2 separate regions of the Ovis aries genome follow, and region 1 is linked to region 2. The links are chromatin contacts, called in public Hi-C maps. All regions are on one chromosome and are shown on one strand. Each heading gives the region's core, a stretch centred on a gene start, on an enhancer-like site or on the middle of the called end of the contact. The rest is flanking DNA. Distances are from core to core; before and after follow the strand shown. Region 1 overlaps PROCR (protein C receptor). Region 2 holds the start of TRPC4AP (transient receptor potential cation channel subfamily C member 4 associated protein).

Evidence for each region. Hi-C and Micro-C count contacts between places; a contact is called where the count stands out from the background.
Region 1: a contact with region 2 is called in a Hi-C map of tail adipose tissue, with 9 times the contacts expected there. The contact joins the enhancer-like site here to the promoter of TRPC4AP in region 2. A contact is called at or near these places in 12 of 16 Hi-C or Micro-C datasets (blood, hypothalamus, liver and 5 more).

The regions. Positions count from the first base shown.
Region 1 is chr13:64,464,211-64,471,169 of ARS-UI_Ramb_v3.0, reverse strand. It overlaps PROCR (protein C receptor), which reads right to left. Exons shown (of 4, transcript XM_042230086.2): 4 at 1-6,959. Among named protein-coding and RNA genes, the nearest start is that of MMP24, 12 kb to the left of the region's middle. Within about 2 kb of position 3,954, at least 8 of the 54 cell types and tissues checked have an H3K27ac peak or open chromatin away from gene starts, as enhancers often do. A contact at or near this core is called in liver and tail adipose tissue, where this site is marked.
Region 2 is chr13:64,360,914-64,367,943 of ARS-UI_Ramb_v3.0, reverse strand. TRPC4AP (transient receptor potential cation channel subfamily C member 4 associated protein) reads left to right here and starts at 3,671. Exons shown (of 19, transcript XM_004014517.5): 1 at 3,671-3,864. The coding sequence starts at 3,697. It overlaps LOC121816212 (a long non-coding RNA gene), which reads right to left and starts at 3,538. Exons shown (of 3, transcript XR_009596102.1): 1 at 3,078-3,538; 2 at 1,519-1,765.

The sequences.
Region 1 (6,959 bases), core at 2,705-5,204, 100 kb before region 2:
CCTTTGGAGGAACTGAAAGTCTTTGGAGGACCCCCCCAAGTCACCCACCCCTATCTCTGCATCTCCTTTTATACCCTTCAGGCATTTAAAAATAGGGGTTTGATTTCACCAGGTCCAACTGACCCCATCAGTCAGTTCCAGGAACCAGGCAGTAGTTTCAGATTGCCTTTAATCCTTTGTAACACTGGCTTTCAAATGGAGGTATGTGATACCCCTATGCTATAGGGACTTCCTATGGGGTTCTCAAGTACTCATCATTTTTAAGGGAATTTATTTCCAGATCCTCTACTTCTGTATATATTCTACCAGAGAAAGTTCTGGGCTAGAGGCTTCAAGCTGGCTTTTGCTTCATAATTGTAGTTCTGCTAGCCTTCATAAGAAAGGCATATCCTGGGCCAATCTGAATCTTACTGTGGTACCAATTGCCTGGGGCAATTAAAAATACATTTATTGCCTGGGGCAACAAAAAATCCTGGAAGTGACAAGGGGGCAGCATTTCCCTGAGTATCAGTTTCTGAGAAAGATCTTTTCTTTTTAAGTATTAGTGTAATGACCTATAACCCTATTAGTTTCAGTATACAATATAGCGATTGATATTTCTATATATTACAAAGTAGTCACCACAATAAGTCTAGTACTATCTGTCACCATACAAAGTTATAACAGTGTTACTATGTTCCTTATGCTGTGCATTTCATCTCTGTGACTCATTTATTTCGTAACTGGAAGTTTGTACTTAATCTTCCTCACCATATTCCCTCCTCTCTGGCAACCACCTGTTTGTTCTCTGTATCTATGAGTCTATTTCTGTTTTGTTATGTTTGTCCATTTGTTTTGTTTTTTAGATTCCATATATAAATAAATCATATGGTATTCGTCTTTCTCTGTCTGACAACTCACTTAGAATAATACCCTGTAGGTTTATCTATCCATGTTGTCGCCAATGGCAAGATTTCATTCTTTTGACGGCTGAGAAATATTCCATTGTATATATACACCATATCTTCTTCAAACGTTCATTTGTCAATGGATATTTAGGTTGCTTCCATATCTTGGCTATTGTAAATAATGCTGCTATGAGCATTGGGATGTATATCTTTTTTAATTTATGGGTTTTTTCTCCCCCCACAAAAGTACCTAGAAATGAAATTGCCAGGTCACATGGTAGTTCTAGCTTTAATTTTTTGAAGAACCTCCATCCTGTTTTCTGTAGCGGCTGGACCAATTTCACTCCTACCGATAGTTCATGAAGATTCCCTTCTCTCCACTTTCTCATCAACATTTATTTGTTGTCTTGTTGATGATAGCCATTCTGATAGGTGGGAGGTAATATCTCATTGTGGTTTTGATTTGTATTTCCCAATAATTAGTGATGCTGAGTATCTTTTCATGTGTCTGTTGGTCATCCACGTGTCTTCTTCAGAAAAACATCTGTTTGGGTCCCCTGTTCATTTTTCACTTGGATTGTTTATTTTTTTGATGTTGAGTTGTATGAGTTCTCGTTACATTCTGGTTATTAACCCCTTACCAGATATATCGTTTGCAACTATCTTTTACCACTCAGTAGGCTGCCTTCTCATTTTGTTGACAGTTATCAGGGAAATATCTTTTCATTATAGGGGACATCATTTATCAAAATCATGTTGAGTGGTATGTGGAAAAGAAATTGTATGAAGACCATCGGTTCAAAACAACACATTATGGTAGCCTCTGGAGGGTTTCCTAGGAGGTCCTGGCCTGGTCTTCTCAATCTCTGGGCCTCTGCAACTGGACTTCAATTTTATCAGGAGGGTCAGGTAAATAATTTTTACTTGATTTCTTTTTAAAAAATAATTAACTAATATATTTAGTTTGGGCTTCTCTGGGTCTTTGTTGCTGCATGCAGGCTTTTTCTAGTTGCAGCAAGTGAGGAGTACTCTCTAGTTGCCTTGAGGTGCGCAGGCTTCTCTTTGCAGGGGCTTCTCTTGTTGCAGAGCATGAGCCCTATGGTGCTTGAGCTTCCGTAGTTGTGGCACACAGACTTAGCTGCCCCGTGGCATGTGAAATCCTCCTGGACCAGGGATTGAACCTGTGTCCCCTACACTGGAAGATGGATTCTTAACCACTAGACCACCAGGGAAGTCCTTACATGATTTCCTTTTTAAAAAACTTATTTATTTAATTTTCACTTGATTTCCTCATAACTTCCAGTGCAGTTGGCAGTCTCCCTCTTAAAATGCATTCTTCCCAGGGCTTTTGCACCATCATACTCTGATTTACCTTTCTACCTCTACCCTTCACCTTAAGTTTCCTTTTCTAGGACCATCTCTTCCACTTGACCTTTTCAATTCAGGAGTCTTGCACTTCAGTTATAATCCCTCTTCTCTTTCCGTTTCGTTTCTGTTTCTTGTTGCCTTTGGTTATTTGTATTCCTAGCAATTTGTGCTGACAAGTCTTTCTCTGTTGCTTTCGCTTAAAAGCAAGACTTTGAGGGAATTCCAGTGGGCACTGAGTAATATTCTGCAGACCCATAATCCAGCCCCTAAACCCACTTCCCCTCCTCTTTCTGCTCTTTTCTTACTAAGAGATTTCATCCTTTAACCACAATTTTCCATACCAGCTGCATCCCAACAACTCCCAGATTTCTTATTCTAGCCTAAGATCTTGTCCCCAAATTCCTAAATCCTGTTGCTTATTACACATTTATACCTGAAGGTCCCACAGAATTCATGTTAAAAAAACCCAACAACCAAACTCATGTTTGTCCTATTAAGAATATCATCTTCTGCTAAGCTTCCTCAACTGAGTCACAGTATTGCATCGGCCTAGTTCATGCAAGAGGCCTGGAAGGCATCCTTGATACCTCCTTAACCTCCTCCATAGCCAATAAACATCCTATTCCTATGAATTACACTTCATGCATGATTCCCCTAAGCCTCCAGACTAGGCTACATACCTCCATTCTATACCCTCATATAGCACCTTATACTTTATAATACTTATTCAAATTGTAACTATATAATTATTTGTGGAAGTCTCTCCCCTCTTATGTCATAATCTCCAAAAGCACAAGGACCATGCCTGCCTTTTTTCTGACACATGGTAGGATCTCAATAAATATTTGTTGAAAGAAAGAAAGTGAAAGTGGCCCAGTAGTGTCTGACACTTTGCGACCCCATGAACTATACAGTCCATGGAATTCTCTAGGCCAGAATACCGGAGTGGGTAGCCTTTCCCTTCTCCAAAATGAAAGTGAAATTTGCTCAGTCGTGTTGACTGTTTGCGACCCTGGGTCCATGCAATTCTCTGGGCCAGAATACTGGAGTGGGTAGCCTTTCCCTCCTCCAGGGGATCTTCCCAATCCAGGGATAGAACCAAGGTCTACGGCATTGCAGGTGGATTCTTTACCATCTGAGCCACAGGGGAAATCCAAATTTAATTTTGTTAATTTAACAAATACGAACACAAATTGTAGTAGCTATGCCTGTCTTGGGCCTAATGCTATGTGCCCAGTAGGGGGCAGCAGAGTACAGCTAATGGAACGCATCTCGTCCTTGGTTGTTGAAAAGGGTGACTCTGAGGAAATGATTGAACTTTTCTGAGACTCTATTTTCTTCCTCGGAAATTAAGGTTAATTCTTGTCCCCACAGGTCAAAAGAGATAAGTAGATATAAAAGGGCTTTAGTGCAAACAAAAGAGAGTGTTATTGGAGTCAGTTATGATAAATATTTGTTGAATAAACGGAGACAGAGGAAGAGGATCTGGTTACACTCTGGAACAGATGTGAGTGGAGACTGGACAGTCAGAAGAGATGGAATGAAAGTTCAGGGAAGAGGCTGGCCTGAGTCCAGAGCCAACCGGAGGCAAAGCTGTGAAGTTAACACAGTGCGCTCTTGGCAGGCTCCTGTCTCTGCTCTGATTACTGCCTGCGCCCCCTTCCACCTCTGCCCTCTAGTGCCCTATCACTCACTGCGCTGTTGCAGCCCATTCTTTCCCTTTCCTTTCATCAAAGTACGTCTGTCCTGTGTCCCAGCCCCTCAGACGCCTGCGCATTGCCATCCACAACGACAGCCAGTTAACCCAATAAGGGGCCCTGGCTAACACGGCATGGCAGGTAGTATCTTATTTTATTGCCCCCAATAATAGGAGTTGGACTTTTTCTTTTTAAAGAAATTAATTAACTAATTACTTTTTTAGGAATTTGACAAAGACACTTGCTTCTTGGAAGAAAAACTATGACAAACCTAGACAGTGTATCAAAAAGCAGAGACATCACTTTGCTGACAAAGGTCATATAGTCAAAGCTATGGTTTTTCCAGCAGTCATGTATGGATGTGAGAGTTGGGCCATAAAGAAGGCTGAGCACCGAAGAATTGATGCTTTCGAACTGTGGTGTTGGAGAAGACTCTTGAGAGTCCCTCGGACAGCAAGGAGATCAAACCAGTCAATTCTAAAAGAAATCAACCCTGAATACTCGTTGGAGGGATGGATGGTGAAGCTGAAGCTCCAATACTTTGGCCACCTGATGTGAAGATCCGAGTTATTGGAAAAGACCCTGATGCTGGGAAAGACTGAGGGCAGGAGGAGAAGCGGGTGACAGAGGATGAGATGGTAGGATGGACTCAATGGACATGAATTTGTGCAAACTCCAGGAGATAGTGGAGGACAGGGAAGCCTGGAGTGCTGCAGTCCATGGGGTTGCAAAGAGTTGAACACAACTGAGCGATTAAAAAGCAACTCAAAAAGAATACATTCTAGGGACTTCCCTGGCAGTCCAGTGGTTAAGATTCCATGCTTCCAATGCAAGGGGCATAGGTATGATCACCGGTCAAGGAGTTAAGATTGATCACTGGTCAATGCTTCTCAGACAAAAATTTTTTTAAAAAGAATAAATTCCAAATGATGAAGCTTTAGCTTCTGTGGAATAAGAAAAAATGGAAAGTTAACAAGGATTAAGGCAGTCCTACAGAGTATGAGGTGGTTGCATAACATCATTGACTCAATGAACATGAGTGAGCAAGCTCCAGGAGGTGGCAAAGGACAAGGAAGCCTGGCGTTCTGCAGTCCATGGGGTCACAAAGAGTCGGACACAACTGAGCGACTGAACAACAAATCTTGGTCTCAAGAAAAATAATTATACAAATACAGAATCTGCTAGATGTGCCTTGAAAGCAACATGAGAAAATCTTCTTAAAAAATTCATAAAGATATACATCCATCCATTCTTATAATAAATGTATATGTATCCATATATACAACTTAATTGTAGTTATTATCAGTACAGTTGACTTTTTGGTTTATAGCTGTGTGAGTTTTGACAAAGGTACCGTCATGAAACCAACCACTACAGTAAAAATACAAAATGGTTCATCATTCCCTAAAAATGTCCATGTATTGGGACTACCCTGGTGGTCCAGTGGTTAAGACACCAAGCTTCCACTGCAGTGGGGCCCGGGTTAGATCCCTGATTGGGGAACTAAGACCTGAATTCCACATTTGTTGTTCAGCCGCTCAGTCATGTCTAGCTCTTTTTGATCCCATGGATGGCAGCATGCCAGGCTTCCCTGTCCTTCAGTGAAGATTGTTGAGATTTCTGAAATATCTGAGGTCGTTGAGATTTCTCCCAGCAATCTTGATTCCAATTTGTGATGCATCCAATTAATAAATACATAAAATAAAAATATCTTTTTAAAAAAAGGCCCATCTATTAACCCTTTGTAGTCCAAACTGTCTTCCACCCTTAAGCCCTGATCACACTGATGGTGTCTTTAGCCCTATAGTCCAATTTATCAAGTTTTCCTTTAATGAACTTTAATTTTGCATTTAAGAATTCTGTCTAAAGTGACAAAGGTTTTTCTCCCTTGCTTTCTTCTAAAAGTCTCATAGGTTTTCATTTAGGTCCAAGATTCATCGCAATTAAATTTAAAAAATAGAAAGTGTAAGATACAGGTCAGGTTCACACGTTTATATAAGAAAGTCCAGTTACTCTAGCATCATTTGTTGAAAAGGTAATCTTTCCCATCACACTTTTGTAAAAAAACCAACTGACTGGATTTGTGTCAGTCTGTTTCTGGACTCCCTGTTCTGTTCTATCGATCTATGCATCTATCCTTTTGCTAGACTATGCTACATTTATCAATGTAGTGGTATTTCTCCACCACTGTTCTACTTTCCCCAAATTGTTTTAGCTTTCTAGTTTATTTGCTTTTCCATATAAATTTTAAAATCAGCTTATTGATATTTACAAAAACTCCTGCTGGGATTTTGATTAGGATTGTGTTGAGTCTGTATGTCAATTGGGGAACTATTGACGTCTTAACAAAATTGAGGCTTCCAACCAATGAACATGTTGTATTGCTTTGATTTCCTTCACTGATGTGTTTTTCAGCATAAAGATCCATCATATATTTTGTTGTATTTATCCTTAAGACTTTCATTATTTTGGTGCAACTGAAAATTATTATTTACTTAAATTTGTTGGGACTTTCCTGGTGGTCCAGTGGCTAAGACCCCACACTCCCAATGCAGGGGGCCTGAGTTCAATCCCTGGTCAGGGAACTAGATCCCACACACCACAACTAAGAAGATCTTACATGCCCCAATGAAGATTGAAGATCCAGAGTGCTGCAACTTAGACAAGGTGCAGCCAAATAAATATTTTAAAAAATAAATTAATTTTCCAATTGCCGGTATATAGACATATAATTAATTTTTTTCAATTTTATTTATTTAGGCTGTGCCATGTCTTATTAATAGTTGTGGCATGCAGGATCTTCAGTTTCGGCATACACACTCTTAACTGTAGCATGTGGGATCTAGTTCCCTGACCAGGGATCGAACCTAAGGCCCCTGCATCTGGAGTTCAGAGTGTTAGCCATTGGACTACCAGGGAAGTCCAACATATAATTGATTTTTATATTATGACTTTGTATCCTGTGACTTTGCCAAATTCATTAACTAGTTTTAGGAACTTTTTTTTG
Region 2 (7,030 bases), core at 2,422-4,921:
CCTGAAGGGCCATTTGAACTGTAAGATCTGTCAGGATCCTGTCTCCCAGTTGTGACAAAGATGAGACAGTCTAGTCCACCATACCTATTGGGTTGTTTGGTTTTCCTTGATTTTTGTAGGTGTTAACGCATCTGTTCATTAATTTACTGAGCCAATAAGTCAGAAAGCAACAGTTAGAACTGGGCATGGAACAACAGACTGGTTCCAGATAGGAAAAGGAGTGCGTCAAGGCTGTATATTGTCATCCTACTTATTTAACTTATATGCAGAGTACATCATGAGAAAAGCTGGGCTAGAGGAAGCACAAGCTGGAATCAAGATTGCTGGGAGAAATATCAATAACCTCAGATATGCAGATGACACCACCCTTATGGCAGAAAGTGAAGAGGAACTAAAAAGCCTCTTGATAAAATTGAAAGAGGAGAGTGAAAAAGTTGGCTTAAAGCTCAACATTAAGAAAACGAAGATCATGGCATCCGGTCCTATCACTTCATGGCAAATAGATGGGGAAACAGTGGAAAAAATGGCTGACTTTATTTTTCTGGGCTCCAAAATCACTGCAGATGGTGATTGCAGCCATGAAATTAAAAGACGCTTACTGCTTGAAAGGAAAGTTATGACCAACCTAGATAGCATATTGAAAAACAGAGACATTACTTTGCCAACAAAGGTCCACCTAGTTAAGGCTATGGTTTTTCCTGTGGTCATGTATGGATGTGAGAGTTGGACTATAAAGAAAGCTGAGTGCTGAAGAATTGATGCTTTTGAACTGTGATGTTGGAGAAGACTCTTGAGAGTCGCTTGGACTGCAAGGAGACCCAACCAGTTCATCCTAAAGGAGATCAGTCCTGGGTTTTCACTGGAAGGACTGATGTTGAAGCTGAAGCTCCAATACTTTGGCCACCTGATGTGAAGAGCTGACTCACTGGAAAAGACCCTGATGCTGGGAAAGATTGAAGGCAGGAGGAGAAGGGAATGACAGAGGATAAGATGGTTGGATGGCATCACCAACTCAATGGACATGGGTTTGGGCGGACTCTGGGAGTTCATGATGGACAGGGAGGCCTGAGGCCTGGTGTGCTGCGGTTCATGGGATCGCAAAGAGTCAGACATGACTGAGCGACTGAACTGAACTGAAGAATGCATCTGTTCATTAATTTACTGAGCCAATAAACATATTTGATCACCTACTATGTATCAAGTTCTATGTGCTGGGGATATAAATGCAGCAATGAGCAAAGACCCGAATTATCCTCTAGGCAGGGGGAGGGGTGCAGAAAGTGAAAAACCATGTTAGGTCAAACAAAGCAGGTAATAAGATGGAGAGCGTAAGTAAGGAGTGCGAGGGCTGTTTTTATATGGATGGTAGGGAAGGTCTCTCCTTGAATAGAAACCTGGAGTACATGAGAAAGCAAGCCATTAAGAAAGCTTCCAGGGGATGAGAAGTTTTGGCTGAGAGCACACTGTAAGTTTCTCACACATTCTGGATACTGACTGTTTCCCAAAATATTCCCTTACCTTTTATGGTTGTTTATGCTGTCTTACGGAGAAGGCAATGGCAACCCTCTCCAGTACTCTTGCCTGGAGAATCCCATGGACAGGGGAGCCTGGTGGGCTGCAGTCCATGGGATCGCGAAGAGTTGGACACGACCGAGTGACTTCACTTTCACCTTTCACTTTCATGCACTGGAGAAGGAAATGGCAACCCACTCCAGCATTCTTGCTTGGAGAATCCCAGGGACGGCGGAGCCTGGTGGGCTGCCATCTATGGGGTCGCACAGAGTTGGACACGACTGAAGCAACTTATCAGCAGCAGCCTGCTGTCTTATGGGGCTTCCCTGGTGGCTCAGACAGTAAAGAATCTGTCTGCAATGTGAGAAACCTAAGCTCAATCCCCAGGGTGGGAAGATCCCCTGGAGAAGGAAATGGCAACCCACTCCAGTATGCTTGCCTGGAGAATCCCATGGACAGAGGAGCCTGGCAGGCTACAGTCCAAAGGGTCGAAAAGAGTTGGACATGAACGAGCAACTAACACTACAGTGTCTTATACAGAAGGCTTTAATATTGTTACGGTCAAACTTGTCAATCTTTTCCTCTTCATGACTTCTGGGCTATATGATTGAGAAGAACTTTCATACCCCCAAATCATAAAAGTAGTCCCATAGATTCACTTCTACTGTTTTTATACTTTGATTTTTAACATATATAATTTACATTTCATAAGTTTATGAGGTATAATTTACATACAATAAAACTCACCCACTTTGAGTCTAATGATTTGTAGCCAACTTATGGTTGTATAACCATTAGCACAATCCAGCTTTAAAACTGTACTTTGATTTTGTTACATACAGCTTTTAGTATGTCTGAGATTCATTTTAGCTTTTGGTGTAAAGTTCAACACCTAACTTTTTTTTTTTTTTCTTTCCCCATTGATTTGAAATGTCTCCCTTACCACATGTTAAGTTTCCATGCATACCTGAATCTGATCTTGATCTCCTTGTTTCAGGGGTCACAAATAGGGTTTTATTTGGCCCATGGGGTTTTCAAAATTGGGTAATTTCACATAAAAATTCAGACTTTTGGCCTTTCTGGAAAAAACCAGACAATTCAGCAACAACCTGCTGGAGGCGAGTAGAGCCCACTCCCTGCAGATGGGAATGAGGATGATGACCACAATCCCAGGTTACCAGAAACAGCCGCTTTATATGCTTACTGTCCTGTTGTAATTAATAGCACTCTTTCATTCTCAAAAATGTTCTGGTTTGGGCAATAAATTATGAGTTACAATCTCTACCATTCCTTATTGCACCACACCCAGCATTCCTCTTTCATTTATGTTATTAATACAAGACCCCCTCCCAGAACGAAAAAAGAAAAGGAGACGCCACGATCCTACCACAGAAGTTTGCCCAAAGCATGATTATTTGGGCTCAGAGTAGAGTAAGAACATCCTGGTGGGGAGAAATCAGGTCAGGTTTCCTCTGACAGTGAATATGATGTCACAATTTACCAACCATTTCCCCTTCCCTTATTTCATTTAACTTCACAGCAACCTACCAAGTTACACAACTTACCCTACTGTGCGTCTGAGTAGGGATGTGCTGTCTTCCCCTGTAACTCGCATTCCAAAACAGGGACCTAGTTATCTTCTCTGCTCACCACTGCTTTTCCAGGGACCGCTCGGTGCTGGGCGCAGAGCTGGCTCCAAGGAACTATGTATTGGCTGAATAGGCTCCCAGGAACTACCGATTGAATGAACTCGGGAAAATGAGGCTCGGGGAGGTCCGTGGCGAGTCTCAGCAGAAAGAAGCAGGTGGGAATCAGAACAGGCGGCCTGATTCCTGGTCTGGAACCCAAGACCTTTTCCTAGTCATTTGACTCTAACCTCCCCAAATTGGCAAGAAATGGGAGACTGCGCACGCAGGGACTTGTCTTCGACCTGGAGGGACCTCAGTGAAATGCTGGACCGAGGGGCCCAAAGGACAAGTGGCGCAAGAAACGCCTCTCTCTCATCTGCCCGCTTGGGAGCAAGACTACATTTCCCAGCAGCCCCCGCGGCACGCACAGCCCCTGCCACGCGGCCTGCGCCTCCGCCGTCGGCCCACTGGGGGCGCTGCGGCGACCCCTCTGCCGCCCCGTAGAAATCTCCGCGGCCCCGGGGCCGCTTGCTTCCTGTTTGTAGGACGAGGAGACATGGCGGCGGCGCCGGCGGCTGCTGGGTCTGGGGCCGGCCGAGGGCGACGGGCGGCGGCAACGGTGGCGGCTTGGGGCGGATGGGGCGGCCGGCCGCGGCCGGGTAACATTCTGCTGCAGCTGCGGCAGGGCCAGCTGACCGGCCGGGGCCTGGCCCGGGCCGTGCAGGTATGAAGCCGGCCCGGAGGGGCGGGGCGGGGTGGACCGGGCGGGAGCTGGCGGGGGGCCGGGGAAGAGGCCTTTCCAGGCCGCCGCAGTACGGGCCTGACCCCTCTTGGCCGGTCGCTGGGCCTCTCTGAAGGCTGTCCCGACGCTGTCAGCCGCGGCGGGGCAGTGGGCAGCGGCGGGCTAGAGGCCCCGGGTTAGGGACCGAGCCGGGCTGGGCTGCATCGGGCACTGATGGCGTGTACGAGTCCTGGGCCCAGCTCCTGGATCCTCCCTTCCTTGCGCCACGTCTGCACGTCTGGGGGACCCTGGGCGAGTTTGCTTTAGCCTCTACGGGCCACGAGTTTCTCCGCGTTGAACTGGGCGGTGGGTCATCATTGCAGCCACCAAACGGTTCCCAGGTCATCATAAATGTCATTCTCTCGGAGGCCTTTCCTTGACATAACCCCTCCCCCGCTTCTAAAGTAGGTCCCCATTGTTATTCAGTTACAGCCCAGAATTCATTTGGTTCACATCACTTTCTTAGTCTCTAATTACATATTTCTTTGTTGTCTTCTCTTTTTCTCGCCTGTATCTTACATTCGGCTGAGCTCCAACGGGTGCAGGGACTGTATCTGTGTTGCGTGTGTAAAGCGTCATGGTTAACAGCTAGGGTTCCAGGAGTCAGGCCTGGATTCAGAACCCTGCTGTCTCTTGATTGGGCAAGTTTACCTTTCTGTGCCTCAGTTTCCTCATTTGTAAAATGAAGATGATAATTAGTAACCAACCTGTTAAGGTGTTGTGAGGATCAAAGACAATTGTGTAAAGCGTTAAATGCATTTCTGGTGCATAGTAAAAAGCTGAAGAGTAATCAGTTAATACTAATGCAGTACTTGTTATCTAGCTTACTCTACGTGGCTATTATATGATTAGTTTTTTTTTTTTTTTTAATGAATGAAGGACACTGCTTTAGAGTAAATCAGGATGAGTAAGACCAAGGTTGCTTGCTCCTCCCCTTCCCCCTCACCTTGTTCCCAGAAGTTACCTTGTAAACACTCCTGTAAAACATTAGCTTAACTTAAGGACAGCTTTTGCATAAAGAAACTTTTAAGTATGTACAGGAAACTAATAAAGTGGTTGGTGGAGTGGGAATTGGGTAGATGAGGGAGAGAATGAGAGTGAGATTTTTCATAGTAACTTAGTTTTGAGCCATTTTAATATTATATGGTTAAAAGGACATATATATATATATACACATATATGTGTGTGTGTGTGTTTGTATAGGGTTACAGATGAAGAAGCAGTTCTGGGTGAGCAGTATTTTCCTTGCCATAAGATAACCATAGATGAGCAACTTTTTTCCCTTTGCATTCTTCTCTATCTGCCTTAAGATCCTGGAAATACTTGCTCTGTCCTTTAACCCAAAGACTCTTACTGACCTGAGTAGGTAGGAGTGGGCAGAAAGGGAACTCAACTCACCTTTACTGAGTACATACTTTGGATCAAGCATTGTGCAAGTTATACTGTGTCTTTATTTCATTCTCAAGTCTTTTGAATCAAGTGTCAGGACTCATCTCTTAACACAGATGAAGAAACTTAGGCTCAGAAAGATTAGGCAATTTGCTCCCAAGCACTCTTCTTGATAATCTTCTGTGTTCTGAGAGCAATAGAGAACCACCAAAGTTCTTTAACTCAATGAATGAAAGAGAATTAAGTTCTTTACACATATTTGTACCCAATGCTGGATGGCTTGGAGTGGAAGGAGACTGGAGGAACTCATCGGATAGAAGGTGCTGGAATGTTCTTGAGCCCCATTTATAGTCTGTGGTAATAATTGATTACCACATTAATTATGACCATTAGTATGGTAATCAAGTTGTATACAGACAGGTGTGGGAGCTATATCAGAAGTTGAGGCTGAGGTTCCTTTCCAAAACTATAGTGAGGATCAAGTGGGGATCTTCATCTTTCATATGTGTCCCTTCTTAGTAGCTTTCTTTGATCTCGTCCTTGTTTCACTCTTTTTCCTCCCCCCACATTGCAGAGTGAATGATTTCCTCACAGGTATTTCCATGACACAGTGAGTATATTCTCTTATGGCCTGTGGAATACTTGGAAAGACCAGGTTAAAATTTTCTTCTTTGCGTTTTAAACACATAATGTAAAGTTTACCAACTCATTCATTTTTAAGTGTGCAGTCAGTAAGTAGTCACATTGTTGTGAAGCAGATCTCCAGAATTTTTTCATCTTGTAAATCTGAAACTTGAGCCATTAAACTACTCTTTTCCCCTTCTCACAGCCCCTGGTAACCACCATTCTACTACTTTCTGTTTCCATGAATTTGATTATTTTAAATACCTCATATAAGTGGAATCATGCATTGTTTGTCTTTTTGTGCCTGGCTTATTTAACTTAGTACAATGTCTTCAAGGTTCATCCGTGTTGTAGCATGTAACAGGAACTCCTTGGGAAAAACCAGATTTTGAAGTAAGATGGACCTGTATTGAAGCCTAGTTCTGTCATTTATTGGTAGGTTATATTATATAACCTCTCTTAACCTCAGTTTCATTCTTTCTAAAATGGCAGTGGTAACATCTTCTTAGTGCTGTTGGGGGAGAAGTTAGTAGAATAATGTATCTAAAAAGCTTGCCCAGTATAGGGCATATAGTAGGTGCTCAGTAAATCGTTGTCATCAGCTCATAGATCTGAGACTGGGCCTCTTGAAAGACTGTGTTTTATTTTTTTATGTGTCTGCAGAGCCTGAAACAGCACCAGTCATTTGATCCTCAGGACTCAGGAAATTGTTTGACTTGAAATACTGTATCTGAGGGCTTTGTCTTTCTCAGTGCTGTTTCTTGGTATATCCCACACAGTCCCATGGCTTTAAAGAGTTCTGGAGTCAGATTACTTAGATTTGAATCCCAGCTCTGGTGCATACTTGCTGTGTGTCTTTGAACAAGTAGTTTAATTTCTTTTTGCCTCAGTTTCTTCATTTATAAAATAGAGATAATCATGGGTTCTAGCTTGGTAAGGCTGTGGTAAGGACCAAGAGCATTTATACATGTAAAGCACTTAAAGTAGTGTCTAAAATATAGTAGGCATGCTATAAAGATTAGCAAGTATTGTTTTTAGCAAAACTATATTCTGATAGATCCTAAATCTGTATTTCCATCTTGGTTCCCCCCTTTAG